2 separate regions of the Danio rerio genome follow, and region 2 is linked to region 1. The links are chromatin contacts, called in public Hi-C maps. All regions are on one chromosome and are shown on one strand. Each heading gives the region's core, a stretch centred on a gene start, on an enhancer-like site or on the middle of the called end of the contact. The rest is flanking DNA. Distances are from core to core; before and after follow the strand shown.

Region 1 (3,076 bases), core at 310-2,809:
AATTCAAAATATGTGGCTAAGAAATGACTAATTAGAATTAGTTTTTTTGATTTCCATTTTTTTTTTTTTTTTTTTTTTTTGCTGGGTGATTAAAAAATCCTTAGTGTTTAGCCCTAAATAAGTCTGAAATTTTATTCTATATGGTCTTAAAAAGTCTTAAATTTGACTTGGTGAAACCTGCGAAACCCTGACAACAAAGTATATCGCAATATATCGCAGAAAAACAAAATATCGCAATGTCAGATTATCCAATATCATGCAGCCCTACCTAAAACTGAACATGAATAAACACTGAGAGAGAAAAGACATAGAAAAATACTCACCTGGTCCATGTTTTTTGGGCTCTGGTGCTTTAGTTGCTTGAAAAAAAAAGCAATGTATCACTCATAGGTATGATAATGTAATACTCAAAGAATATGACTACATGTTTAGGTGAATGGCAAGTTTGTGCTCTACTTTGGTTAGAGAAGTCAAGCAATAATTTGCATTTTTTTTCAGTAAACTATTTCTGTTATTTATGTGTTCTGGGTTGCTGAGGATTTTTTTTTTTTTTACAGATTTAAATGTGCGATAGCTAGACCACACACTTTCTTCCTGTGTAAGAATGACTCAGTAGGAAACAAATTAAGCGTTAAAAGGTAATTCACACATATACAGTATATCTCTTGCACAAAAAATAAGTCATTCTGATCATTTTTATTTAGAAAAGAGCAAATAGTGATCGTTGCTTGTGTTGTCAGTATTTTTCTCTCTTACTGGTTGTTGTACAAGTTGTTATGCTGGTTCTTGTTCTGGTTGTTGTTTGAATCGTAGCATTTGTGCTGACTTGTGGGACTTTGTTCAGAGGATTGTCTGTGGTGCTAGTGGTCTGCGGTTCTTCAGAGGTTGGTGAAGTATTTGGTGAATCTGCTGTACAACAGATAAAATATATAACTTCCTTTCAGTTAAAGGTTGTCATTTACACTAAAACAAGCAGCATAGCATTTAGACTGGATTATATTTCTCAATAGTCTCTCTGCATTGTTGCATCAGTGGTGTGGGCAGATGTGCAATAGCAAGATATCAAGCTAAATGAAAAGCTACCTGATCCTTCATCTAATGTGTCGTTGGCTTCTGTTGTGTTTGATAGAACAGTAGTCGATATAGGTGATGAAGTTACAGTAGAGTTGTCCAGAATGGTTTTGTTGGTGGTGGTGTTATCAGGCTTTAAAACTATAAAGGTGCTGTTTGTGCCGTTTATCATAGTTGTGGCCTCATTTCCAACTGCGAGGACAAGTATGGCCCCTGTATATTACCAGAGAAAGCTCATGAAGAACATACAGTATTTATTATAATCAACAAGTTGTTACATCTCTAAAACTCAGCTGCATATTCTGTCATTTTAATGGCTTAAAATATTAAATATACACTTAAATAGCAAATTAATTTTAATCATATAAAGTTTTTGTTGTATTTAAAAGCTTAGACTTATTTTATTAAGGTTAAAAGTCTTCAAACTCACCAAGAAAGAGATGAAGTGATGCGTAGCACATCTTGAGAAAAGATGCTATCTTGTAATATGTATGTTCCTTCCTCAGGACAGTTCATATACTCACTCTGAAACCACGTAACTTCCACTTCTATGACCAGCACAGGATGCAGCAGATATTTAACCAAAAAAGGCACGTAAGGAACTTAGGCAGTTTTGTAAATCCCCTTACACTACATGTAGTGTATTCTTCATTTAAACTTGAACAGGTTGTGTGGACATTGTGATCCATTGTTTGCAGTCTGGAAAAATGGAAAACCCAGCTGTATAGGAACAAGTGTGCATTTGTGTTTAAAAGATTTTATGTGCAATTTCTCACACCAGTAATTTCACCATAGATATTTCTATTTTTAAGGTTAACAGTAGTCTATGTAGTGCATTCACAGCATATGGGGTAACAGCTCTTATTTTACACCATTGATTTTCATTTATCAGGGAAACTTAAAATTAAAATGCTTGACAAATGAATAAAAAACAAAGGTTCCAGACAGGGAAGTAAGATTGTAGTTGTAGTAAGAAGTAGTTGTAGTAGTCGTAGTAGTATTAATAATAACTATAATAATAATAATAATTATTATTATTATTACTACAACTATAAATAATAATTCTTTCTAAAAAGAACATTGAGGCAGCGCTGTGGGTAGCACAATCGTTTCCTAGTGATAGGTTGCAGCCGGAAGGGCTTTTTTTGTGTAAAAACATGTGCTGGATAAGTGGACAGTTCATTCCGCTGTGGCGTCCTCAGATTAATAAAGGGACTAAGCCAAACGAACAATAAATGAATGAATGAATAAAAATAAACGTTAGAGAAACTTTTCAAAATATTAATAAAAAATCTTCTTGTTATAAGCATTTTAATCTTTGAGTAACTGAGTAATTTTTCTTTCTATGGATGTTAAAGGTTTCTTGTTGGAAGCCGATAAAGTTTTTATTTATTTATTTTCAATAAAGTTTTTATTTATTCATTTTAAAAAGTACAGGTATAGGGACCTTTAAAAATATCAATATCAAAAATAGCAATCAGTGAAAGTGTTTCTTAGGGCACCAGGACATTAATTAGATCCATGTTTAGGTTCTGGTTATTGCACACTGGAAATCTGGTTATAAAATCAAGAGCATTTTATGTAAAACCACATTTAGACACAAGGTGTCACTGTAAGTATGAGAAGACAAACAGTTTGTTGCAGAACTCATACGTAGAATAAAATCATACACAACTATGCTAGTAAATACATCTAATATTTGAAAATCTAAATTATATATATATATTATATTCAGATATTGCATCTAAATGTCTAAAGAACATTTAAATATTTAAATATAATATAATATGTAATATACAAATATATTAGTGGTCTGCTTTTGAGCTTATATAAACTGTTTGTTTACTGTTTGTTGAAATAGTGTGGTCTGTTGTTCTGACTGCTGCTGCTGCTGCAAAAAAAAAAAAAGTACATCCACTCCAGTTGATCTTACTTGGAAACTTTATTTACTGGACATTAATATTTTGGAATATACCACAACCAAAATAAATGACGCCATCAGGAA
Region 2 (3,076 bases), core at 185-2,684, 200 kb after region 1:
AATTAAAACCTTGGATTTGGTCACAAGTTTTTTTTTTTCACTTTGTGCACTTGAATACATAACATTTATTTTAAGGGGAAGTGTCTAATTACTGAAAACTACTCCATATTGCACTCCCTCAATAGCGCCTGACATCAGTACTGCTTAGTAAAATACTGACCTCTGGTGGAAAGATGTTCTCTAACCCTTTATCAAGATGTTTCAATGAAACCCTTTATCTCATAGATCTCATGTTATCTGAATTCTGCATTCAAGAGTACAGAAATCATAGACAAGCTGACAATAAAACATTAAGGAAATAAAGAATAAAATATAAGACTTGCTTTTATGCTGAAAGCACTGGCAGAAGTGGGAATGGGCAGCTGCATCCAGACTCTTAAACTTGTAGACTACTCAATTCAAGTTCACCACAGCAGGTGTCACATTGGACCTTCACAGGAAAAGAGAGAGTACTCCAAACCCTGGAACTACTTACGGGACAGCCGAGAACAAAGGAATGAAATGGGGGAACATAGAGCCACGTCGAATAATTCTGACCACAATGCCTGGAGAGGGGAAAAAATTCCACAAACTCACCACAAGAAACGCGATAAAACCTGCTCTTTTTCATTCAAAGCTGTCAGAAAGCATCTATACAAAGGACACAAACAGAAAACATTTCAGATAAAAGGTTCCAGGCCCCTTTTTATGAAGCAGACCTCACACCAAGTTGTATGTAATTCCTACCAGAAACTGGTTTATTTACCGAAAAATAAGATTTAACGCCAAGCTTGGCACTACAAATAATAAGCAAACAAGTGGAGGAAGCTACGAGAGGAAAGGAGGGAGTGAAAATCAACCTGGGGAGGAAAAGAAACGCACACAGCGGTGGAAAGTTTCTCTCTGTCTTTCTAGTTATTTTTCTCAGTTCTGTTTATGTGACACTTGGGCAGAGCGAAAGGGCGGACACTTGTGCTAATGTAACACTGCTTGCTGCTATTGCTGCTAAGTTAAGTGAAAATAATTAATATGTAAATCTAATTTGGACATCTGCAGCTCCAGCAACTCTTTGGCCACATCTATTTAGGAATTCAGCCCTCAGCTCGGCTTTCATTATATAAAAAAACAATATTACCATTTTCCAAGCAGCTGAGTAATGAGTAGAAGGCCTGCAAAGAGCCAATGACAATACAGAGCTGAGGGGAGTTGGAGGGTGGAGGGATGATAGTGTAACCCGCCACCCACGTTGCTGAAAAGAGCGCACGCTCAAAACACAGGCACTGAACTATAAAACCACACAGACCCCTGTATTACTCGTGCTGTCCCATTCACTTAGGGTGATCACAAACAGCCTTTTTCATCCTCAAGACTTTCCACGATTACTGCTGCACTACAAGTTTCCCGGTGGGGACTGGTCTCCGGCACGCACCCACTCTGTGAGACGTAACGCGCTGTTTCCGAGAGCTTAGCCTAGTGATTGAAGTGGCCACCTGCCCGGTTATAGAAGAAAGTACTACAAGTCTTAAGCATTTCCTGAAAGTCCTGAAAGTACGTCCTGTTGTGACACTAAGGCTTGTAATGTGGACATTTTAACCCTATATTGCACAGCCTAAAAACCTACACTTAAGTGGGTCAAAATCTTATATTCTTATATATTCTTATATATTCAATATTCTTTTTTTGGTAAAACAAAAAGCACTTGAATCTAAAAGCACAAATAATCAACATTAGTAAAAAAAATTTTGTTCAAATTTCACTCTGCTATATTAAGCAGTGATCCATGCATGTTATTGTTGTTTTTGAATAGTGAAAATGTAAAGTGTGTCTGAACCTTTAAATGTAATGGATAAATGAACCCTACTAAATTATATTTTTGTGTGCTTGTTTTTCTTTTATTTAACTGAACTTTTTAAAAAAATATGAATTGTATTGAAGAAAATATCAAATAAAATGATAAATATAGAGTAAAACAAAAAAGCTAAGTTTCCAATTCCAAACAAATGTGGTAAATTAAAAGGCATATCTTGTGTGGTTTTAAACTTTTATGAGTTTATCATCAAATGTGTTGGTCAAATATTTAGTTACCATTTGCTCATCCCTCACTTGTTCAAAACTTAATTGAGTTTCTTCTAAGGCTAGGCGATGTGGCAAAAATGCAATCTCGATAATTATTTTCCATACTGAACAATAGCGATATATCTTTCGATAAACTGTAAGTTGTTAATGCTTCCAGATTTAAAAGCGTACAATGACTGAAGCCAGACTAATTGGAGGGTCCATTAAATGGTATAACATATTTTTGGCTGATAAATTTTTGATGATACATCTTTAATATCAGCACACTTTTAACTTGCCATTGTTGCACATTTCTGCTTTGTGATTGGCTCTTAGACCAATATAGAGTGAAAAGTGCAGGGCTTATCGTTGTTATTAACATAAATTTCATCACAATTCGATATAATATCATTTATCGGCCCAGCCCTAGTTTCTTTCTCATTTTTTAACTCGAATGAAAGTACTCTGAAGAATGCCGGCCACTGACACCCATCAACTTCCATAGTAGGGAAAGTTACAATGGGAGTTAATAGGTGCCAGGTACAAGCATATTTCAAAATATTTTCTTTTGTGTTAAAAAAGAATGAAGAAATTCCAAATATCACATGTAAGATCTACTAGATTTTTTAATCAGTTGGGTTAGTTTGAACACTTTATGTAAACTCAAGAAACCAAGTCGTTATCTTTTGAAAGACCAAATCATGTCATCTAAATAATTAGTGATAAAGGACAAAAAGCAAGTTGCCTTGAACTCTAGCACACACCATATTTTAAACCACACTGAACTGAGCTAAACTGCACTGAACTTAAACACTAAAAACTGAACTACTCTGTTCCAATTACTATGACCATTTATGTGAAGCTGCTTTGACACAATCTACATTGTAAAAGCGCTATACAAATAAAGCTGAATTGAATTTAATTAAATTGAACATATTATTTAAGAGGGAATCCAGACATCCACAAAGTCTACTATTGAGCTAATAATCATTCCTTTAAAAAAAAAACACAGACCTGCAACTTGTGAAGCGGTCACACCGGC

The links. A called contact is a pair of places that touch in the nucleus more often than the background predicts.
Region 2: a Hi-C map of an unstated tissue shows a contact between it and region 1, with 7 times the contacts expected there. The contact joins the enhancer-like site here to the promoter of si:dkey-27h10.2 in region 1. A contact is called at or near these places in 6 of 18 Hi-C or Micro-C datasets (caudal fin, embryo, hematopoietic stem cells and 2 more) and 1 of 4 datasets of contacts at active chromatin or transcription factors (caudal fin).

The regions. Positions count from the first base shown.
Region 1 is chr1:38,834,195-38,837,270 of GRCz12tu, forward strand. It overlaps si:dkey-27h10.2, which reads right to left and starts at 1,560. Exons shown (of 10, transcript XM_073952539.1): 1 at 1,502-1,560; 2 at 1,084-1,284; 3 at 757-909; 4 at 324-359. The coding sequence starts at 1,532. It also overlaps a transcript of hhip not described here.
Region 2 is chr1:39,031,902-39,034,977 of GRCz12tu, forward strand. No RefSeq gene overlaps it. Among named protein-coding and RNA genes, the nearest start is that of si:ch211-194g2.4, 13 kb to the left of the region's middle. Within about 2 kb of position 1,435, at least 5 of the 62 cell types and tissues checked have an H3K27ac peak or open chromatin away from gene starts, as enhancers often do.